Regions from separate parts of the Mus musculus genome. Here regions 1, 2 and 3 are each linked to region 4. A link is a contact called in public Hi-C, HiChIP or PLAC-seq and Micro-C data. All regions are on one chromosome and are shown on one strand. The core of a region is the stretch at or near the end of the contact, and the rest is flanking DNA. Distances in the headings are between cores, read along the strand shown.

The links. A called contact is a pair of places that touch in the nucleus more often than the background predicts. HiChIP or PLAC-seq counts read pairs in DNA pulled down with a chosen protein or histone mark.
Region 1: a contact with region 4 is called in a Hi-C map of embryonic stem cells, with 2.4 times the contacts expected there. The contact joins the enhancer-like site here to the promoter of Ap3m2 in region 4. A contact is called at or near these places in 10 of 39 promoter capture datasets (the C10 cell line, the HPC-7 cell line, cranial neural crest and 6 more), 14 of 484 Hi-C or Micro-C datasets (B cells, the C2C12 cell line, the HPC-7 cell line and 9 more), 8 of 115 datasets of contacts at active chromatin or transcription factors (the 230-238 cell line, bone marrow-derived macrophages, embryonic stem cells and 1 more) and 1 of 9 other capture datasets (adipose tissue).
Region 2: an H3K27ac HiChIP or PLAC-seq map of DN3 thymocytes shows a contact between it and region 4, with 4 times the contacts expected there. The contact joins the promoter of Slc25a15 here to the promoter of Ap3m2 in region 4. A contact is called at or near these places in 3 of 39 promoter capture datasets (cranial neural crest, neural stem cells and pre-B cells), 5 of 484 Hi-C or Micro-C datasets (CD4 T cells, embryonic stem cells, granulocyte-monocyte progenitors and 2 more), 5 of 115 datasets of contacts at active chromatin or transcription factors (the 230-238 cell line, DN3 thymocytes, double positive thymocytes and 2 more) and 2 of 9 other capture datasets (adipose tissue and liver).
Region 3: a Micro-C map of muscle stem cells shows a contact between it and region 4, with 8 times the contacts expected there. The contact joins the enhancer-like site here to the promoter of Ap3m2 in region 4. A contact is called at or near these places in 11 of 39 promoter capture datasets (the 3T3-L1 cell line, cranial neural crest, embryonic stem cells and 4 more), 30 of 484 Hi-C or Micro-C datasets (the G1E-ER4 cell line, the HL-1 cell line, brain and 12 more), 11 of 115 datasets of contacts at active chromatin or transcription factors (embryonic forebrain, embryonic hindbrain, embryonic stem cells and 4 more) and 1 of 9 other capture datasets (embryonic stem cells).

Annotation. Positions count from the first base shown.
Region 1 is chr8:22,433,299-22,435,998 of GRCm38.p6, forward strand. No RefSeq gene overlaps it. Among named protein-coding and RNA genes, the nearest start is that of Gm39140, 20 kb to the right of the region's middle. Within about 2 kb of position 1,318, at least 148 of the 459 cell types and tissues checked have an H3K27ac peak or open chromatin away from gene starts, as enhancers often do. A contact at or near this core is called in the HPC-7 cell line, embryonic stem cells, hippocampal neurons and 1 more, where this site is marked.
Region 2 is chr8:22,397,195-22,399,894 of GRCm38.p6, forward strand. It overlaps Slc25a15 (solute carrier family 25 (mitochondrial carrier ornithine transporter), member 15), which reads right to left and starts at 1,427. Exons shown (of 7, transcript NM_181325.4): 1 at 1,246-1,427. 1810012K16Rik (RIKEN cDNA 1810012K16 gene) reads left to right here and starts at 1,527. Exons shown (of 3, transcript NR_045473.1): 1 at 1,527-1,789; 2 at 1,953-2,084; 3 at 2,251-2,397.
Region 3 is chr8:23,145,618-23,148,317 of GRCm38.p6, forward strand. It overlaps Ank1 (ankyrin 1, erythroid), which reads left to right. Exons shown (of 44, transcript NM_001110783.3): 44 at 2,664-2,700. Gm15816 (predicted gene 15816) reads right to left here. Exons shown (of 6, transcript NR_169137.1): 2 at 1,776-1,850. Among named protein-coding and RNA genes, the nearest start is that of Gm15816, 2.7 kb to the right of the region's middle. Within about 2 kb of position 1,349, at least 4 of the 459 cell types and tissues checked have an H3K27ac peak or open chromatin away from gene starts, as enhancers often do. A contact at or near this core is called in muscle stem cells, where this site is marked.
Region 4 is chr8:22,804,394-22,807,117 of GRCm38.p6, forward strand. It overlaps Ap3m2 (adaptor-related protein complex 3, mu 2 subunit), which reads right to left and starts at 1,261. Exons shown (of 9, transcript NM_029505.3): 1 at 1,183-1,261.

The DNA.
Region 1 (2,700 bases), core at 68-2,567, 370 kb before region 4:
TGGGGTTATGATAACAGACGTGCCTTATCCAAGCACCACCTCATGGTGGCCTGGGCACATCTATTCATTTGCTTACCATGCCCTAGTGCCACCATGTGGTGGCTTCAGCAAGCCTGCTTACACACTTGCCAGGTCACACCACCATTATGTCATCTCCTGGGCATGACAGTTAAATGCCCAGGGGTATCAGATGCTTGCTGTGTCCCAGGGCCACTACATGGCAGCCTGGACATGCCTGTTCACATATGTACCATATCCCAACACCACCACAATGCAGGCTGGTTTCACCTGTGTGCATGCAACTGTGTTCAAGCACTGCCAAGCAGTGGCTTGGGTGTGCCTGCTTGTATGCATGCCGTGTCCCAGCCATGACACATAGCTGCCAGGGCACACCAGTTTGCATGATTTCTGTGTCCTAGTACCAGCATGTGACTGCCTGAGAATACCTACCGATTCACACACCTACTATGTCCCGGGGCTGCCAAGTTATGGTTTGTGCACACTTCTTTGCCTGCTTACCATGTTCCAGGACCTCCATGTGGCAGACTTGGCACACCTTTTCACATGGCTGCTTGGACATGGTAGTTCATATGTATATCATGTTCCAGCACTGCCTGGGCATGCCAGTTCATATGTATGTCATGTTTCAGCACTGCCTGGGCATGCCAGTTCATATGTATGTTATGTTCCAGCACTGCCTGGGCATGCCAGTTCATATGTATGTTATGTTCCAGCACTGCCTGAGCATGCCAGTTCATATGTATGTCATGTTCCAGCACTGCCTGGGCATGCCAGTTCATATGTATGTCATGTTCCAGCACTGCCTGGACATGCCCGTTCACATGCCTGCTATGTTCCAGTGCCAACACATGAGCCCATGCTCACCTGTCTGCACATATATTGTGTCCCAGAGCCTCAAATCACTAGCCAGATCATACCTGCTAGCACACCTACTATGTCTTAGCCTTGCCAGCCAGCAGCCAGGACACATCTGCACCATATCCCAGCACCATTGTGGAGTGGCTTGGACACATGCATTTGCACACCTACCATATGCCAGTGCTGCCAAGTGGTGGCCAGGCATGCCTATTCTCACCTGCCACATCTCTAGGCAGCTGTAGGGTATATACATTCTGTGTCTCTACGCCATTGCGTGACATCCTGAGCTCTCCTGTTCACACACATACCATGTCCCCCGCATTGCTACCTAGTGGTCTGGGCGGCTGCCACATGGTGGCCTATCACATCCCAGGGCTGCCATGTGGCAGACTTGTCAGAGACATTTACTAAATGCCTGCCATGTCCCAGATTTGCCACTTGGTGGAGTATTGCCTGTTTGCCTGCAAACCTGTCCCAGCACCAACACTTAGGAGCCTGGGCATGCCTTTATTTGTCTGGGAACATTGGTTCACACCTGCTGCCGTGCCTGCTATGTTCCAGTGCTACTGCCTCCTAGCCTGAGCACACCTGTTGGCACACTTGCCAAGTCCGACCACCACCACACGACAGCCTGGGCATGCCTGTTTGCATGCTCACCATGTCTGAGCAATGGTACATGTCTGAACATGTCCACATGCTTGCCGTGTCCCAGGACCTCCAAGTGGTGGCCCGGCCACATAGTTCACAGTTCTGCTGTGACCCAGAGCCACCATGTGGTAGCATGATCTCTCCTAGTCTCACATGTATGGTGTCCCAGCAGTGCCCATGGCAACCTGGTTCAACCTCTTTGGACTCAGTCCCTGTCCCACTGACACCAGGAGGCAAGCTTGGTCATGCCTGTTTGCATGCCTTCCATTTCCCAGAGCTGCTATGTGGTAACCTGGGCATGCCTATTCACATGTATTCTATGTCCCAACACCACCCCATGGAGTCCTAGGCCTAGGTATGGTGGAGTTTGTGAAAGAGAGGGAGACTGGACCTGGTGTGGGCTTTTTTTTTTTTTTTTTTGAACCTCAAAGCCCCCAGCCCCAAGGACACACCTCCTCCAACAAGGCCACACCTCCTAATGGTTCCCAAAGGTGTTCACTAATTGGGAACCAAATACTCAAATATATGAGCTTATGAAGGCCTTTTCATTTAAATCACCACATCTAACTATAACAGGGATATATATATATATATATATATATATACATATATATATATATATATAGTGTGTTTGTGTGTGTGTGTGTGTGTGTGTGTGTGTGTGTGTGTGTGTGTGTCTATACATATAACCCTAATTACAACAGATCTAGGGAAGATGTGTATGAGAAAAACTACTACACACAGCTTTCCAGTTATGACAGGGATAGGAAATGCATGTGTGTGCACCAGCATATACAGAACTACCTGATAGAAGAAATACAAGTTCGTGACTCTCCACAAAAACACCTGTCTGTAATAGATCATGGGAATACGTGTGTGTGACTCTGCTACTCCTGTTATGTGACAAGATTGTCCCCAGAGAGATACAACACACCCATCTACTCACCCACTGGGAGTAGATTGGGAGCCCATGACAGACCAACGTACAGATACTGTCAACGTCCAACTTGGTAAACTTATGAGTTGTGTTTGGGTTATTTCCAGGGATATAGGTGAGGGGTTACTTGCAGGAGCAGAAGTGACTCAAAGACAGGGACATCACCAAAGCCCACCCTGGCACGGATGGCATCTCACCAACGCTGAGCTGTCTGCATGATTTGGTCATACCTAGGT
Region 2 (2,700 bases), core at 177-2,676, 410 kb before region 4:
CCTTTCACATACACCAAATGAAAACATTTCAAGTCCTAGAGAAATAATATGTGCAGAATTAACCTTTAATCCCCCCCCCCCCTCCAAGAGCCAAAGGGACAGTAAGTTTGCTGTGAACTTGAGTCTCCTAGAAATGTTAGAAAGGCCATGAAGTCGCATCAACTTGGGGACAAGACCTACATGAGGATGAAAGCAATAGACACACTAACATGGATAAGGAAATCTCGGGGGAGGGGGTCTCAACCCTTGACAAAGAACTACAAACGAGTAAGGAAAGCTGGGAATGGGGGCATAGTCTTCCCCAGAGTACAGTCCCCAGTTGGTTATCCACCATATAGAGACAAGTAGCATTATATGTCCTGAGAAAAAGAGGCCATGAATTTGAAAGGGGGTAGGGGATATGGTTACACCGAAGGGGTTAGGCGTAGAAAAGGGAAGGGAGGAAATGATGTTAATTACAATTTTAAAAAGATATATTTTTTTAAGTGCTTTCCCGTGCTGGGAATTAAACCTAACTTCCTGCATACCAGGAAAGTACTCTTAACACTTAGCCCCCTTCTCAGGGGTATCTGTCAAATTATAGAAGACAGAAACGCTACTAACAGATGAACCCAGAAAGAATGCACAAGGACCTGAGTATCACCTGTGGCTTGGGGGATATGCAGGACCTGCAAAAACCAGACCGGTCTGCGCGGATTTAAACTAATTTAGGAGCCTGCTGTACCATTTGGAGTAGAAACCCCGAATCCTTTGAGCGTCTCACCCTCTTCCTTCAAACTACCCAGCAGTCCCAGAAACAACGCCGCCGACACAACCACTGGTTCCTAGGGTGCCAGAAAGAACTTCCCGGGTGCTCAGCGCAGGTGAGGCTGCCTTTCGCTAAGGAGGGACCCGTCTGGAGCTGCAGCTGGAGCTGCAGCTGGGCTGCAGAAGGCCGCCTGCCTGCCACCACCATCAATCGAACCCCTCGGGCCCAGCCCGGGACAACCGGGGTGCCAACTACTGCCGCAGCTGCGGAGCGCTTCACCCGGCCTGACCCGGATTCTGCTCTGCTCCGCGCAGCGCGCGCACACTGGCCACCGCGCCCGCCCGCCCGAACCTCCGCGTCTCCCGGGACCCCGCAGCGAGCCCGGTGCGCGCGCCCGGAGCCGCGGCACGTGTGCGGCAGGGCGGGGACTGTCAGCCGCGTTCCCCAGCCGGGCCGGTCGCCCACTCGCTCGCTCCCGCCCGCTCCCGCAGCCTCACCGCCGCGCCTGGCTGTGTCCGGCTCGCCCTCTGCCGCCCGCGCGCTCCGCTGGCGGCCGCGGGCCCCCGGGCAATTTTTAAGGTCGCCCTGTGGGTCCGGCCCTCGGGCCCTCCCTCCTGAGACCCCCTCCACCAGCCCTCCCTCCGGAGGCCACGCCCTCCTGAGGGCCCGCCCTCTCGAAGTCCCGCCCTACCGGCCCTCCCCCACGCGAGGCCCCCTCCGCCCCTCCCTCCCGAAGGCTGGCCAAGGAAACGGAAATCTGCTCTCCTCGCTGACTGCCGAGCTGGCAGCCTCCGGGAGGACTCACCTTGAGGTCTCCCAGCGTTATCCAGCCCCAGGAGGCTGTGGCTTTAACAGTAAATGGAAAGTACTAGAATGGTAGTGGTGAACTATAAGTTCCCTTATGGGCAGCTTTTTAAATCATCTGTTTATTTGTCTACAGACAGGGTCTCGCATAGCCCAGGCTTAACTTGCTATATGGCTGAGGGTGGTCAGGAACTTCCTGATCTTCCTACCTCCCCCTTCCAAGAGAAGGAATTTCAGGTTTGTTCCACCAGGCTTGGATTTGTGAGGTGGCTGGGATGAAACGTGGGGCTTCCTGCATGCTAGGCAAGCGCTCTGCCAACAGAGCTACATCCCTAGGTTTTAGTTGCTTGTCTGATTGTCTATTTTGTGTCGCTTTAGGTTTCATTCTTTCTCCCCTAAGGAAATCCATTCCCAGGAACATTATGGAAAAGACAACAATATAAGCTGCCGCTGCAGGTTTTATAGTTCCCAGCGATATATTCCTGAGGCTTTAATTAGAAGCTCAAAGTGACGCTGGAGTGAGGGCGCAGAGGTAAAGAACCTTTGATACTTATCAACTTGACTCAGCCTAGAATCAGTAGAGGGATTGCCTAAATCCAGTCAGTCTGAGGATGGAAAGGTCCGTAGCAGCAATGTCTTGATCAGTAATTGATGCTGGAGAGCCCAGCCCACTATGGGTGGTGTCATTCCTCTGGCAGGAAGTCCTGGATTGGAGGGGGGAAAAAAGCATCGTCCAGAGATCAACCAAGAAAGTGAGTCGGTAATCTGTATTCCTACATGGCTTCTGCCTTGACTTCCTGCCTTCCGTCAATCTGGAAGAGAATGCCAAATAAACCTTTTCCAAGCTGCAGTTTAGGCAACAGTGTTTCATTGCTGCAACAGAACGAAACTAAAATTCAGTTCTTAGCCCACATCTGGTAGCGCCCAAGTCCAGCGCTGGTGTGTATCCAGCTCCCCCGTCTGGCTTCTGTAAGCATCTGCAGGTTCCTTCAGGGGTACACACACACACACACACACACACACACACACACTACACATAAATAAAATAAATCTTTAAAAAAGAATCATAAAATCAAAAGGAGCAGGGAATACTTAAGAAAACTGTGGTTCACAGGAGTGATAAAACTATCTTTAACTCTAGCCCTATT
Region 3 (2,700 bases), core at 99-2,598, 340 kb after region 4:
GAGAACACTTTCCACACAAACAGTGTGCTTCAGAGACTTCCATTAGTTCTGACGATAGACTGTTCTGAAAAATCTAGCGTTTCAGTGGGAGGAAGTAGGAAGGCATGTTTTGTTTCGCTTTGTTTTAAGCTAGAATCAGTTATCCTATGCAGCCACTTGAAGGAGGACATCAGAGTAGGAAGCGAAGGGTCACTGGTGAGAGCCACGGGCATAGATGTGGGGGCAGGTGCCCGAGCATGGGGAGAAAACGAGGATCCTGGCTGCGAAGGCGAAGGGGCTCTGAGCACTTTGGGGTGTCATCTCCTAAGCTTTGAGAGGACTGGCCTTTTTCAGAGAGTGGCTTAGGGAGGAGGCCCGGTGGCACTGATGGCATGGAGAAATCCTGGCTGTAGCCTGAAGGCTCGTGTTACTCCACCCCTGCGCCACCAGCTGCTCCAGCTGGACCTGTGTCTGTTCCACTTAGGTCTTAGCCTACCACTCACCTCTAAAAAGGGGGGGAGGGGGTGCTTACTCCGGAGTGATCTCTGAAGCTTGAGCCCTCTCAAGGACCTGGCCGTAAGCAGGTGGGAACTCAGCCTGTGTATCTAGAATCTCGGCTTTCATGTTGTCTCTCTGAGGAATGCTTAATTCTGGGGTAGGCACTGTAGGGAATTTGGAGAAGGGGCCCCCACCCTCCAGTGCTCATAATCCAGCCAGAGCAACTGCGAAGCTGGTTAGAAAAATAAATAAACAACAAGTTAGGTGCAGCACTTTCCAAGAGCCAGATACTCACAAGTTAAGTCCAGCATGCTCCCTGGATGCTCCCTGACCCCTCCGTCCTCCACGGACCCGTCTCAGCACATGCACACATCACAGTGATGGGTCCTACTGCGGCCCCATCTCACAAGCAGGGCAAACAGAGCTGAAGAGCAGCCGAGTACGTTTGACCAAAGCTAGGCAGCCAGTAAAGACAGAAGCAGGGTTCGAACCTGAACAGTCTAGCTTCAGAATTCCTGCTCTTGACCCCTCTGCCCCTTATGTGTCTCTTAGCCAATGGGTAGTCGTGGGAAAGGACAGCCTGAAGTGAAGGGCAAGTCTGAGGCAGGAACAGAAGTTGAGGAGAGAAGATGGCAGCGTTGGGGAGGGGGCATATGAGCACACAGCCTAGCAATAGGACTAGAGGAGAAGGTAGCCTAGGAAGGGCAGAATCTCATCTCTCAAATGGCAGCTCTCTTCTGCCCAGCAAGAATGCCTGACTTTTAATCTTCACAGCTGCAGGCAAAACATTTGGCATTGTCCCCCACATACCCCCGAGGGAACCATGGAGATGAGTCATGTTGGTTGTGCTCAATATACCCACGGCTCTGTCACCTGTAGAGCTTGGGACAGCTCTATGCCTGGGAACAGCTCTGCCTCAGAATGACTTCCAACCTTTACGCCTCTTCCCAGAGCACCGTCAACTCTCTTCATCTCAGTGGCCTTCCCAGCCAGGCATGGTAGATCACATCTGTCACCCCATCACTCAGGATGCTGAGACTGGAGGATTGCCATGAAGTCAGAGCCAATCTGTGATAGGCAATGAGTTCTGGGCCAGACTGGATTAAAGATGAGTCCCTGTCTCAAAAACAAAAAAACAAAACACACACACACACACACACACACACACACACACAAACCCAAAACACACAAAAATAAAGGAATGCCCTTTTCTTCTCCACCAGCTCCTAGGTGCCTATTGATAGAATCGTTGGTGTTTGCTGGATGATATGAAGTTATTTGTGTGTGATGGTACATACCTGAAATCCCAGCACCTGGGACGCAGAGTCAGGAGGTTGTAAGTTTCAGGCTAGCCTGAGCTGCATAACAAGACTCTGTCACAGAGAGAGGGAGAGAGAGACAGAGACACAGAGAGAGACAGAGGGACACAGAAAGAGACACAGAGACACAGACAGACAGACACAGAGAGATTTTTTAAGGAAAGAGGAAGGAGGCCGGCCTCACAGCAGTCTATAGGGGCTATAGGAGCAGAATGATGTCTTGCTGAGAATCCCGGGCTGTCAGGTTTGGCCTTCACATGCAAAGCTGCTGCTTCCCAGTTTAAGATGTACTATTCCAGAGAGGATGCACCTTCCTTCTCTTCATCACAGAATTAGCCCACCACTAGGCATGCAAAAACGGGAGCCAGGGATAGTTGACAGTAAGAGTCTATGGAATTCAAGGTCATGACTTCCTGAGACCAGCGATCTTGTCCAGGGTGGGCACAGAGCAGACATCTGTGCTGTAGGCCCACCTGAACTGAGAGCATCAGGGCATGTCTGCCTAGCCTCGCCTTTTTCCCAGCATAGGGTCTGTCACAGGAAAAAACAAAAGCCACTTTCTAAGCAGAAGATTCTTCTCTGAAGATCCCCTCCCCCTTCCAGCCTCCTGGCAACACAGTACCTTCCCTATCCCCTATGGAAGGCTGCTGAGAGCTCATCTTCTCTACATTAAACAGTGGAGGCGGGGCAGCTAGTGAGCTGAAACATCTGGGTAGACATCAAAGATGGGTGGGTGGTATTCTGGGCTAGCCTCTGCTACTGCAGTCTCAGCTTACTGCTTTGCTTGGGGACACTACTTCTCCTGGTGGCTTGCCCTGGACGGAAGCACAGAGCTCCCGAGTGACTCCTTCTTTCTGTGCCCTGCAGGATCACACCTCAACACCCAAACCCTGAACTCCACACA
Region 4 (2,724 bases), core at 11-2,510:
TACTATTACATGAGCCCTAAGGATTCTTCCCTTGAATTCCCAATAATAACTAGCAGCCAATTTGTTTGTCTGTTGTAGATTTTCAGTTCTCTGTTATTATTGCCCGAGTTAGATCCACTTAAAACACTAGTTTCAGGCTTGTGAGATGGCTCAGCAGGTGAGGCTTGCTAACGATCCAAACAATGGGATTCAATTTCATTGGGACTCATAACATGAGAGAAGAGAAGTGACAACCTGTTGTTCACATGGGTGCACATAAATATACTTAATTTTCTTTTAAATCCGACTTTGCCAGGCACTTGGGAGCTAAGACAGGAGGATCACAAGTTTGAGACTAGCCTGGGTTACATAACATGATCCTGTCTCAAAAAAACAAACAAAACAAAACAAAACAAAAAAAATCTAGATGAAATAAACAAAGATGTTAGGCACTATTTAAATGGGTAGTGGGCATTTGAAAAGAGGCCGATAGTACTGACATATACTGTAAGATTAGAGACTGGACAGCTTCGGTTGGGAAAAAAGACTCAATTTTAAATATCTTACCACTTATTTAATACTGGTAATATGTTTGGGTCAAATGAAATATATTAAAATTTAACTTATCGTTAGCTTACCACGATTCCTATTCGAAACAGCATATGTGATGTGCTTTCTACTTCTCCTGAGCAGAGCCAGCCCCTGGAATCTTTGCCACTGTGATCTTTACTCATTCACTAAGGACCTATTCTCTGAATTATTTGTGCACAAAGCATTCCGCTGGATGCTTAAAAAAAAAATCTCTGGAGACACCCTAGTTTGTCTACAGTGACATCTCCAGGATGAGGCAGCTTTGCTGCACCCAGGGGTGGCCTAGAAGCGAACTGACTTGAGCTAGCACAACTGGTCACATTGCTAAGACCTGTTTTCCTAGTGCCCCAGGAGAGAGTCCAGATCGTCGGCTGCCAAGACAGCCATCGAGAGGTTGCAGCCCAGCAGCCTGCAAGCCTAGGGTATTGGAGGCCCTATGGGCCTTGGGGCTCCAGCCTGAAAACTGTCCAGAAGCAGGGACCCTGGTCCCAGAACTGTGCACCTGCGTTGCCATGGCAACGGCATTTGTAGCCCGGGACTCTTCCCGTACCTCTCTCCCAGGCGACGCCCAACGCAGCCCTTCCCATCCGCGCGCGCCCAGCCCAACCCTACCAGCTTCGACCAGGTCTCAGGCTCCGTTCCGGCTCCGCAGCGCAGTCGCGCTGCGCAGTGCTCCTTGCACGAAGGCTCCGCCCCCTCCTCACCGCTCTCACGTTGATTGGCCAGCCGCTCCCCGGCTGCCGCTCCTGCGCTCTGATTGATCGCCGTTCGCTTGCTAGGCTCTAGCATCCGATTGGTCTTTATTGAAGGTCCGGTAACCTTCAATTGGTGTAGCTCTGAGACTCCAAGCCCCGATTGGAGGATGAAGACAGTCGGTCATCCAGTCACAAAGGGCCTCCGGGGAGCTAGAAAGTGACCGGAAAGGTAAAATGATTCCCGGGATGCTTCTAATTTAATGCATCACAGATAACCAATCATAACTAACCTCCATTACACAGGTGCACTTAAAAAGCGACTGCTTGCCGGGCCTGTGGCGCAGGTCTTTAATCCCAGCACTCAGGAGACAAGCAGAAGTATCTCAGTGAGTTCGAGGCCAACCTTGTTGTCTACACAGGGAGTTCCAAGCCAGCGGGAAAGAACCGGGAAGAATAGAGGAAAGGAGGGGAGGGGAGAAGACAAGAGAGGAAAGGAAGGGAGAAAAGTAGAGACGTAGTGGGGAGGGGGGAGCAAGGCAGAGAAAGAGTGACAGACAGACAGATAAGACTGACTTCTCCTTCCAGACTCTCAGTTCCCAGATCCGATAATGAAGGTGTTGGGGCAGGTCTTTGAAACCACCTTAAATTTAAAGAGATCACAGGTTACTGTGACTCGGGAAAGTGTGAAGCAGAGATCCGATGGAAATTTTATCTTCAGTTAGATTAAAATGAGGCATTCGGTAAGATGAAGTGTGAAGGGGGTTGCAAAAACTGCTGGGCACACTGTAAGATGAAATGACAAACTGCGGTGATGACGGTCGTGCCAATCTAGATGAGTCTCCGAAAGGTCTCTGGCAGTACCTAAAAACAAGAGGCCCTACCTCAAATCAGATGGAAGGTGAGGAGTGATATTCTGACTCCTACAAGTGTTTCCATGCACAAATGCAAACGCGTACCTCATACATGCAAAAACGGGTGTGTGTGTGTGTGTGTGTTTATTTTCCCTTTCGTTTTGTTACTTGAGACAGTTTCGCTGAACAATTCTGGCTGGCCGGGAAGTCTCCAGATCGGGACAGCTTTGAACTGTTTCCCTCTGCCTCCCGCCTCCGGAGTGCTGGGATTAAAGGCTTGTGCTGCCCACCTGGTCGCTACTCACCCGGGGCCGGGCGCGCGCGGGGGAGGGGTGTGAGAAGAAATTTTAAAAATAATTTCAAAGCTTAAAAAAAAAAAAAAGAACGATTTGTGACATTGCCTCATACGTCCCGTTTGAAATTACAGAAGAAATAGTCATCAAATGAGAAGATTTCCGGAGGAAGAAAAGAGATTGGTCCAAAAAAAAAGAAGTTTTCAAATAACATACTTAGTTTCTAAGTAGTTATTTAGATAAAGATTACTCTCAGAAGCAAACCAAACCTCTGCTTTGCAAACATTTGTCTACTGTGTGCCAGACCCAGCTGCT